Regions from separate parts of the Drosophila melanogaster genome. Here region 2 is linked to region 1. Evidence: chromatin contacts called from public Hi-C data. All regions are on one chromosome and are shown on one strand. Each heading gives the region's core, a stretch centred on a gene start, on an enhancer-like site or on the middle of the called end of the contact. The rest is flanking DNA. Distances are from core to core; before and after follow the strand shown.

Region 1 (5,812 bases), core at 1,692-4,191:
CTTGAACTCTAGAAATGTAATCTTGCATAGAAGAAACGAATGAAACAAGCAAACAAATTCGAAACCATTTGCAATATGTGCCGCAATAGTCCATAAATGTTCCTTATACGAATTAAACATTGAAAGTGAAATCAGAGTTTATTTTTTTTTTTTTAAATATATACTTAAATATATGTATATGTATTATTGTTGCATAATCTAACTTTTGACTTAATATGTTACATTTTACGTGTACGACTGTGTGTGTATAACTAACTATTTGCGTTTTATCAGTAGCTTGGCGAACAAAAAACAAAAAACAAAAAAAAACCAACCAAATGGCAAAAGCAAAAGCAAAGAAAAAGCAGCAAAAATCCATAAGAGATCACACAAGATGATAATCGTTGTTTGAGGATCACAGTCTAGCTAATTAATAAATTGATGAATAGGATCGATCGATTTCCATTGATGTGAATGCATTTTGAACACTGAAAGAACGGATCGTTTACCATTTAAATAGCAAATCAAATATTTAACTATTAAATTACTGTGTAAACCTAATAACGTATAATATATTTCTGCGTGTAAATTGAACTAAACGATTAATTAATTAACTAATTTAGCGAATCGATTTTTGTTGAGAGAGAAAGAGCGCTAGCACACACACACACACAAACACAAAACTTATTTTCCTTGACTTAGTATGAGCTAATTGCAATGAGATTAAGCGAATGAGATGTATTTAAGTAAGTATAAGGCATGGCACACACATGAGAAACGGATGAGTTTCGGCGTTTCAGATCAATTCAATGATAATGATGGCAATCAAGTTCTCAATTTGCGCCTACACCTCTTCCCAAAAACCGATGATATCAGCTTCTCCTTTATCACTAATCACAACCACTATCAATGCGAAATCAAAAGCTATAAGATATACCACATACATACTCACGCAAGAAATGCCTTCATCGAGATCATATTATCCACGAACCAAGAATATTAACGCTGTACTTTTGCTTCGACTCTTCAACCACCAATAATTGCATTGAACTCTAATCTAAATATTTATACAGATATATATATATATTATATACCGAGTTGGCATTGGAAAACAGTTAGTTTTAGTGATCTATGCACGTATCGTAACAATACCAAGATTAATTAAATCGTAGCTAAAAGAAACAAATCAAGGATGAGGCGGCAGTCGCAGAGTTTCCCTCTTAGCTTTTATAAAAAAAAAAAAGATGGAGAAATGGAAACAACTTACTCAACTAATTGAGAGATACACCATATTTATATAGATATATATATAGCGTTTTTTTTTTTTGTTAATCCTCCACCACAACTATATAATTATTGAAAGTTGATGAAAGCTGTTGGGCCGTTTAAGTTTCAGAGTTTCTGTTCTATATGTGGTTAAAATTGTTAATGTTGTTACACCGCAAATGCATACTTAGTTAGTTAGTCGAGTGAAATGGGAGTTCCCCCAAATCACATTTAATTGCAATAGTCTCGAGTATTGAACGCCAAGAACACCAATTCCATAGAATGATTGTATACACTCAGAAAATCAATCGGCATTTATGTTCGAAAATCGCCGCAAATATTTTCAACAAGTATGGGTTTTTACGGATTTAAAATAATGAAATTGAAAACTAAATTCCATATTGTTAGGCTATAAACAAATGTTTCTATTGATGGACAACATTTCAGGTATAATTTTTGAAAAACAACAAATATTTATTTCAATTGTTAATACCAAAATACGCATAGGTCAACAATTAAGTTTTAATTTTTTTTTTTTAATATAGTTTAATTATCAAAGAACTATACATTTTAAGCCATTAAACGTAGGCAATATTCAGATAATTTTCTGAAATAAATTAATTGTAAATTTTGGATTCTCTTAGGGCGATTTGCATTCCGAGTGTATCAAGAGCCATGGTAAATAATAAAGCTAAGAAGTATTAATAATTCTACACTATGTATGACTAACAATACATTTGCTTAGTTCCCTCGATAAAGAAAGTACATAACTATTGCATGAGGCATAGGCAAAACTTCCTGGCACATAGTAAAAGTAAATAATTGAATAGAACGGCTGAGGAGGAGATGAGTAGATTTTGATAATATGTACGTCAAGACCATGCCAACATACTTATGGGAACTATTTAAAAAGCATTAAAACGTTCAATATAACACATAATACCCAGACAAAAGCAGAATCAAAAAATGCGGGAACGAGACGGCTGCATGGTATATACATACATATATAAGACATTTCGCCTCTTAAAGCAATTATAAAGATAACAAATGAGTAACGTTTATTATATTATTAAATTATACATACATATACATACTATATAAACGGAATAAAATAAATCAGCAACAAACTTTCCATTTTATGGCGTTCGATCACTTAACTTTTTATCCTTGGGAGCAGTATTGTCAAGTTATCATTTTTCTTCTTAATTGCTTAAATTACAATTCTTTAAATACATGCATGTATTCAATGATGGCGCCAAATTTTGAACCTGTTTTAAGTCTTAATTCAAGAATATTTTTCCAAGTATGAGAGTGAACGAGAGGCAAGAGCGCAAACGAAAAATACCAGAAATCAATGTGAGTATTTTGAAATTTCAGCAATTGCCGAATTGGTTTTTCAAATAGATGTGATTAGTTGTTAAATTGCCAAATCTTTAATCCAATAATTTAATTAATAAAGTCTTAATTGAATTGAAATTGTTTTGTGTAAATCCTGTGCAAGTAACATATATTACTAATAAACTTGTATTTTTTAATCTTTTTTAAATTGTTAAAAGTGGCACACAGACTAGTAAACTTAATTAACAAATTTGTAAAATAATAAAAAAATATAATTGGATCTAGTATCTAAACGGTTCTGGTATTTATTTTCGGTGTTTTGTACGCTTCAGTCCAACGCCGATAGTATCGAATATGCATCTATTTTTATTCAACTCTGGGGAGTAACGAGGGAGTTTTTGTACAGCAGTATAACTAAATTATAAGTATAAATAGTCGATAGCGGCAAACTGTTTCGGCCTAAATTTAATTGCGAGTCTAAATTAAGAGTTCAATTCCCAATAACCGCCAAACGAAGCGGCGATAAACGTAAGCGATAGAGTGGCGAAGAGAGCAAGGTTCCCGCCCGCGTGTTGTGAGAGTGTGCGAGTGGAAGAGGAAAGTGTATGATTAAGTACAATCGCTCTCCGGCGGTCCAAATACAAAAAAAGCCGAAAAGGAATCAATTAACAGTAGTGCTCAACAAACGGCCCAGGAAGTCAACAGGAAAGGCGATTGATGTGCAATATTTTGTTTGGTTTTATCGAGCAGAGGCGCTGCGAGCTGTGATTTCAAACCGAATCACAACCAACACCCAAAAAGGCAACCTGGTCGCGTCATCAGTGGAAGTGGAAAGGCAGTTGCCACAGCAGAGGCAGAAGCAACGGGAGTAGCAGAAGCAGTGGTTTTCCAGAGATCCGGTTTTGAGTCCTTCAAGCATGGACAGCAAGGGTCGAAATGTTATCGTCTGTGATAACGGCACTGGGGTAAGATAACGGGAAAGTCACCACCCGCACCGCCCACATCACCCACAAGCGGTGAAAACAGAGCGCACACACCCACACCATCACCAACGACTGGTGTGTGACACACATTTCGAGTGTTGTTGGCTGCGCTTCTTTCGTTTTCTTCTTCTTGTGGACTAAGCAGCGCTTCTGCTGCTGCTGCTTATTTCACTGCTTGCTGGCCAGCGGGCGTTGACGTCGCGGTTAGTCAAGCAGTTGCAGCAGTTGCAATTACGCGATTGCCTCTTCCTCTCCTTTATATTCCGCTTCCCCACTCTTCTTCTTGCTCTCCGCTTGACTAATCAGTGGATTACTCACGATTCCAGCGTTACTCAGTATCTCCCACACCTACATATTTGTCGAAAGAGCGACACTGGCACACACCAACACTTCCATAAAATTTCCGACAATCAGTTCTTATCGCAGGCCCAGAATTTTTGTATTGTGATAACGGTCCGATTTCGATAAGCGTCCGATAAACCACAACAGTAAAAGCGCAAGCAAATGCTGCACCGAGAAAAATGATTTAGCTGGTCCTAAACCAAATAATCAAAACTAATTCAAAAATTTTTGTTTTGTGATAACGGTCCGAATTCGATAAGTCACAGCAGTAAAAACGCAAGGAAATGCTGCACCGGGAAAAATGATATAGCTGGTCTTAAACAAAATGATTAAAAATAATTATTTATTATTATTATGTGCAATTTTTAAGTACCTGTTGATACAAAAGCATTTTAAATTATCATATTACGTGTTAGGGCTTAACTCAAATAATAATATATGTACATATGTCGGCTGTCATATTATTTTAATGTGTTTCCACATACACCATAATATAAATATATGTATTTATGACATCTCCATTTATTTTTCAGTTCGTTAAGTGCGGATATGCCGGCAGCAATTTCCCCACCCACATTTTTCCCTCGATGGTGGGACGACCCATGATTCGGGCGGTCAACAAAATCGGCGATATCGAAGTCAAGGTATGATCCATCGTACTTACCAATTAAAGTATCTAAAATTAATTAACAATATGATGAGATAGTACAACCATATACACTACACAAATTCAATTGTGCACAGGCCATCAAATACACGAATATCCATATATTATATCATTTTTTTTTTCGATGTAACTACTCCATGACTAGTTAAACGGCAAGAAATACATTTAGCGCATAGAAGTTCACTATCCACCAAATTACCCACCATATTTTTTCACCCCTAACCCATCTGATTTTGGAGTGGAATTGCTCTATTTTCTATTCTGTCTATTAGTGTCGCATATCTACTTACTTCTATATAATTTGTTTTCGATCTACCCCATTCGCATATCGTTTCATTTACCATCTTGATTTCATCACTTCTGGGGGTCACTTATCCCAATATTGCATTTTTGCTTGAGTTGCATTGGTCTCGGTGTGTGGGCCCTCATATTATTATACACATGCATACAAAATATATAAATATATATTATGGTAAATATATCATGCTAAAAGTTGGTCCGTGGATATCTGATTTTAACCAAGGTTTAGGCATAGCTTAATAAACTGTGGATATGGAGGCTGAACCCCGCAGACATTAAGCTTTTTTTTTTTTTGAGTGCATCACTTGATTTTCGATATATAGATCTTACTTAGAAGTTCTTTACTTTAGACAGAAGAAACATCAAATTAAGAATCATTAAGAACACATCTTGAATAGCAATAAAAAAAAAAACGATACAGAAAATAAATATTTTTAAAATTGTAATCTTTCTGTTCTTTTTTAATATTCTTATACATTTTTCTGTTCTTTTTTTCACATATATTTTTAAAAACAAATGTTTTGCAGGATTTACATGTCGATGTAAGTCAAGTTTGTATAGTTAAAAAAAAAACCAAAATCCAAACTACCACTACCAGAAATCTAATCACCAAGTAAACATAAAATAATAAAAATTTGTATACGATTGACACAATACGAAAATACCAAAAACCAAAATAACACACGCTTGGCAAAATATTGCGAAATTTTTTTGAAGTTCAAGCTGCGCACTTAGGATTTAATTAATTAATTAACTTAACTGTTAACTGTTCACATTTTTCACTAGTTGTTTGCCTTGAATATTTTCCCAACTATATTCCGGCCCCGTCCAACTATCTTGTTGCTTCCTTTTGGCCATCATCTATAATTGTACTCCATCCACAAAATCGACAAAATCCACAATCGAAAAAAAAAAATTAAAAAAAAAAACAAATCTA
Region 2 (6,101 bases), core at 1,887-4,386, 750 kb before region 1:
TTGTGTAGTATATGTATGGCGTTGGCTACTACATAAAAAAAATTTTTTTTCCTGTATACAAATCAACTACTGAGAACAACAGTATGCTCATTTGAAAAAAGAGGGAAAAGGGAAATTCTAGTCATATCGCGCAGGTTTTTTTTAAAATGCTATCGATGAGTTTTGGGACCGAAGACCCCGCTCGAAAGCGGAGGAGGATGCCGAATGCTAGATGCTGGACGCCGCGCTCATTGGGTGTGCGCGGTTATCACGATGTTGATTTGCGGATAGATATCCGGCTTCACCTCCGACGTAATCAGCTGCACCATCCGCTGCTGCAGTTCGTCCTGGCTGGCCTGCGTACCGGGCGGTATCATCCAAATGGCATCTGTTTGAACGAAATGCATTGAAATGGGACATTAGAAGTGGGTTCTTAAACTTAATATACTACATACAGTCTGCGACTATAAAGATGGTCGTTAAGAATTATTTACAGAATAAATACATTTTTAAGGAAAACAAAAATCCTATCAGTGTGACTAGATTGTTGTTTTTCTTTTGCTTTGTTCATGCCAATTTATGTACTTGATACCCATGCTCATAAGCTTAGTTTTTTACTTCGAGGATTGAGTATACTAAATTACGTGCAACAATTCTGGTTTGCTAGCTCAGCGTTTGATTCTAGTTCTAAGATCGAGTGCTGTCTCTTGCTCACCGCCAAAGTACCAGCCATTTGAAGTGCACAGCCGCCACATTGTCGGCGGCTGCGTGGGCATCATATCGGCCAGGATATCACAAGTTTCGCCCGGACGTAGGGCGGGCACATTGATGCGCTGCGTCTGGATGGGCGAGGTCAGATAGCAGTTGTTCGGCCAGCGCTCGGTGCCATCGTTCTGCAGCTGAAACGCTTGCTGCTGAGCATTCACTTGCTTCTCCTGGACGATCTTCATCGAAGGCAGCGACTGTAAGCTGCAGAAGTCCAGATAGCAGCCCACCGCCGTCTGCAGGCTCCTATAAATGTGAAAAAATTTGATTAATATGACGAAATTCAACTGGGTTATTAGCAATATGTTTCTAGATGTACATAGTTGGCCTATTCATATCATATATTAAAGAGAACTGAACTTTATAACATATTACAGAAATCAGAACTACTTGAGAGCTAGCTCTAATTTACAAAGATATATCTTTAATTTTATAGCGTCTCTTTAAGTTCTTTTGAGATAAGGCCCTAGAGGGAATTTAAGATAGCGCTTTAATTTTCCTGTTTATAGTTTATAAAGTGTTATTTATCACCATGACAAACTCAAAAATCTACGTTTGTAATCTATAAATGTGTATTCATCAAGCTGGAGGCAATGAAACACAACAATGTAAAATTATTCATAATTCAATAATTATGCATTGTTCTAAATTGTGTATGTTAAAATATAAGAAAGTATGTTAAAATAAAAGAAAAAGGCCTCGATAACATCGCCCATGATGATCGTACCATGGGGATTTCTGAGTACATATGTATATCATTACTAGTAACACATCTTTAAGTAAAATATAGTTTATAAAGACTATAATATGTCCAGAACGCAGGGAAGAAGCTTAAATTCAATGGATTATGAAACATTCTGTGTTCTAACTCCATTTGGAATATTAAACCACAATGGATTTGAGATATTTTACTTATAGCTATATCCTTACCAGTTACTCATCTCTAGGTAAAACCTGGCCGATTCCCGGTTCATCTGGTTGTTCATTAGGCTCTGAAACTGGCTGATGAGGTCTTCGTGGTCCGTGGTGCCCATACAGCTGAACTGTTGCAGCAACAGGGAGTCGATATCGAAGTCGTTCGTCGGTAGACACTTGATCGTGGATGCGGATGCGTTAGCGGTTGTTGCGGATGGACTGGGACTCAGATTTGAGTTGGGATTCGCATTCGAATTTGGACTGTTGTTCGGAGCGGAGTGCGGCCCTGGGGGCGCGGGCAGGGGAATGGCCATCATGGGATTTGTGGTTGTTGTTGTATTGGTTGTGAGCCCGAATAACGGTTCACATTGCATCTGTTGTTGCTGCTGCTGCTGGCTGTCCGAATTTGGATTCGGATTCGGATTTAGATTCAGATTCATGTTCATGTTCTGCATCTCGGCGGCGTTTTCGTAGTTCTCCTCCACATCCATCTCGCTCACTGTCTTGATCTCGCTCTGTCTTTCTCTCACAGTTTGTCTCCTTTGTTTGCTTTCTCCCCCTTTCTTTCTGTAATTAATATATCAAATCAAAATCGCAATCAAATGAAAATGCGTTTTACGCTTTTGTTGTTGTTTCAGCACTTGTACACGCACGCACACCGACGCACGCTTGGTTGGAAATACTCGCAAGCACGCGCGCACACACAGATGCAGCAGCTGGTTTTAAAGGGCGACAAAAACAACAACAGCGACGGTCACCATGGCCAAGGGGGCGAGGCGGGGGGCGTTTCGGCTTCCAGCGTCCGCTGGCGTGACCTGTGACCTCAAAGAAAGCCGAAAAGCGATCGCTTCAAAGCGAAGAAATGCGGGAATAAAATAAAAAGGCAACAATACTGGACCCTGCGGTGTGACCAGGCGATTCTATTCTTTTAGACAAAAGAAGAGGAACCGTGGCGAGCCGACCGCGAAATACTACCCGATAGCGGAAAAATACTAAACGTTTATGTTTGTTAACATTGTAATATGATGTGCGTCAAAGAAAGAGATAAAGAAATATCTTTTTCGAATTCACCTCCTAATAAAGAAAAATAACTGAATAAAAAACGTCCCCATAATTCAAATTCCAACGTTCTTCAATTGCTGCTAACTCAACAACGGAAATTCTACGCACATGTAAAATGTAAAAAAAATAAATTTGCGCACATAACTTAGCATAAGCAGCTTTAAGCTTTTTTTAAATTCTCTTCCAAGCTTAAATTAACTATATTTAAACTTGAAGAAAAACAATGTGCTGTCTATTATGACATTAAGAGGTATTTCAATTCTATCGAAAATTTAAGTTCAAATGGAATACTGTGCTCAGTTTTGGAAATATCGCGGTAAGTACCACCGTATTTTTGTAGGTTTTTCAAATTCCAAAACGGGCACACTGTTTTCGCTCCGTTGTCTTCTTTCATTTCTCACAATACAACCTGCAATTTAGTTTTCTGTTTGTTGTTAAACATCTAACAAAAGCGCTTCGCACGCACAGCAAACCGGTCGATTCCGAATTCAGACGTGCTAAATAACGTTTGAAAACAAAATTTGCTCGGTTGACGTTGTAAATAACAACACGGAGGCTTTAAATCTGGCTTCATCTTTTTTTTTTTGGTAAAAACCAGCAACAAACAAAACCAGCAACGAGTGTGTATGGGTGAAAAGTTAAGAAAAAAGTAAAAGAAGTTTAAGAATATTAGCACAGAAACGCACAAATACATAGATACGTATAGGAAAAGGAGCGCGCGGTAAAACAAAAAAGAAGAGGAGCAAAAAGAAGAAAATCGCCGACTGCGAAAACGGCGACAAAGTGAAATTGATTATAAACGGATAATTTATTTAAAATAATTACCAATCAGCGGCGTCAGTTATAAATAATTAAGAAAGTCAAGAAGAAAAGCAGCAGCAGCACACCACACACACATCGGCAGCGAAAATGGCAACACTTAACAAATTCACAAAAACGCTGTCCATTGATGAAAAGGCGGAGATCAAGGAGAAATTCATAGAGGTGAGATGACAAAAAGAGCAGCAAAACGAAATGGTTTTAGCAATGGCAATAGCAACATTCAATCAATAAGAGTCATAGGTGGCAAATTGTTGAAATTCAAATTGAATGACTCACACACACACGCACGCATGAGGCGCAGGAAGAAAACCGTTAAGCGGTGCATGTGGGCGTCGGCGTTGACAATGGGGAGCAGCGACGCTGACGCCAACGCCGGCTGCGCAGCCGACAGCGCGGCTGGCCTTCAACAGTGCAAAGCAACCCCCCATGAAGTGGACTTAAGCGAAGAAGAAGCAGTGGCGGGGGCAGCAGGAGCAGGAGAAGAACAGAGTCGGACTTTGAAAGGGTCTTACCACTCCGATTTTAGTTCATGTTCTTGCTTAGTTTTTAATCGACAAAGAAGCAGAACCAGCAAGAAGTTAATTAAATTGGGAATTGTAAAACTAAAACTTAACTTAATCAGCTGGCACGAATGTTGGACAGGAGAAGAGGAAATCGTACAAGAACAGAGATCAAATTTTGCATTACACTTACGAGAGTAACTTAGTCCTTTAGCCCTTCAAAATCCCCCCTTGATCCGCCACTGGAAAAGACCGTGAAAAGAAGCAAAGACAAGCATCGCTAGCTAACGGTTAATGCGCTGCGCCCGCTGCTGCATATGCCAGTGCGAGGGAGAGGGGCGCGTGCGTGGATGTGGGTGGGAGGGGACAGCAGATGAGCAAACAAGTTTCCCTTTCCCGCATCTCTTATCTCCCGCTCTTCGCACAGTGGAGAGTCGTTATCAAGAGTACGAGAAGCAAGAGGAAAAAATTACTTTAATTTGTACTATAAAGTGAATTTTGTTTTTGATTTCTTTATGTGTATTGTGTATTGTGGTAAATTGGAATGCAAAAGCTGTTGACGAATATTGCACTTATCAAACTGTCTGAGCCATGTACCGTAAAAACGAAACTAGATAAACCAAGCCGACATCCACAGTAGACACATTACTTTGTCTTGTCACCGCCTCGATAAAGTATGCAAATATTTCTTATCGTGCATCGAGAATTTCCTTCGAATGTTTACAGAAGAAAACACTTTTTTGTCTTATTTTTTGGGTGGAGCCCTCTGCAACTGCAAAGCCCAAAACGAAATCATTACGAGTATAAGGGCAGCGCATGCGTGGAGAAACGCAAGTTCAATGCCGCAGTCGGCGTCGCTGCCCATCCCCCATAGTGACTAATGCTAAAAGCAAACTAAAAAATAACACAACAATGTTGACACCAACCAACCAACCATCATCTTTCACTTGACGAACGAATCTTTCTTGCGAATTTCGCGAGAATAATATTTGGGCAAGGCCAGCGGTATAAAGTTAGCGTATAACGTGCATTTATTTCCATACCATGACACCACGTAAAAGTCGCTCTACTGCCACCCCTTTTTTTTGGTGGGGTTCGCAGGGGGCGGAGTGGAATAGCATGAAAACCAGTTTCTGCTTAAACTAAAAATAAATATAAAAATCACAGGCCAGGGCACATATATACAAGCCCCGTCACCGGGAGAGCGTGAAAAACTACGTCTCAGCTCGGTCGCAGCTTCAATTCAGATTCAGATATCTGCTCTCAAACGCAAGACAAGTCGCACAGTGGGTCGCCGGCGGTTGGCCCTACGAAATGAATTCAAAAACCATACATCGGTATTGCCGACAATAGGAGTGCTTATTCGGTTTCATTGAATATCATTCAATCTTGTTATTACTATGTTACATTTATAGTTTTGAGCATTGCTATTCATTATATACATGCATAAGTACTAACACTATTGCAGTGAACTTCGCAATCAAGCAACATTCGATACCTACAATTCGTAGTTTTTGACCCACTGTGCATTCGTCACCTTGGTTCAGGGGGCAACCGGAGTCGAGCAATTTTCGTTCAATTTTATGCACACACTTAATAGTTTACAATTGTTTCTTGCTGATTTTCGCTCGCCCGACTGCTCGAATCCCGCTCTGCATTTGGCATTTGGCTTTTCGCTGAGCTCGTAATTCCCGGCAATTCCGAAACCAAAAAAAGAGGAATATAATAAACGCCCACGCTGCAATTGCTTCGAGTGCAGGCCATAAAATCCATATATGCTGGAAGACATAAAAAAAAAACCATGCTTGATTGCAACTGCCAACGAAAACGGAATGCAGGCAAAAAAAAAAGAATCTAATCTTGTCTTGAAAACCTCTTCGTTAAATATAAAATTTAAAATTAAAAGTATCATCTCATTGATAAATTCGCATTACTAAATAACACCACATTTTATCTCAGTGTACCATTTAAGTCGACTGCCGTCGCACGCGTCTTTGGCCGTTAATCGGTCGAACAATGTGGGTCCATTGTGCTTGGAACTCCAATGGATCCGCGTGG

The links. Hi-C and Micro-C count contacts between places; a contact is called where the count stands out from the background.
Region 2: a contact with region 1 is called in a Hi-C map of the Kc167 cell line, with 2.1 times the contacts expected there. The contact joins the promoter of Fim here to the promoter of Arp2 in region 1. A contact is called at or near these places in 2 of 107 Hi-C or Micro-C datasets (the Kc167 cell line and wing imaginal disc).

Annotation. Positions count from the first base shown.
Region 1 is chrX:16,551,080-16,556,891 of dm6, reverse strand. Arp2 (Actin-related protein 2) reads left to right here and starts at 2,941. Exons shown (of 7, transcript NM_001103531.2): 1 at 2,941-3,111; 2 at 3,334-3,548; 3 at 4,442-4,552. The coding sequence starts at 3,501. It overlaps Pp2B-14D (Protein phosphatase 2B at 14D), which reads left to right. Exons shown (of 1, transcript NM_001258786.3): 1 at 1-2,265.
Region 2 is chrX:17,298,964-17,305,064 of dm6, reverse strand. Fim (Fimbrin) reads left to right here and starts at 3,136. Exons shown (of 5, transcript NM_078661.4): 1 at 3,136-3,705. The coding sequence starts at 3,631. CG5445 reads right to left here. Exons shown (of 5, transcript NM_001298442.1): 3 at 1,675-2,226; 4 at 695-990; 5 at 1-367. The coding sequence starts at 2,150. The coding sequence ends at 228.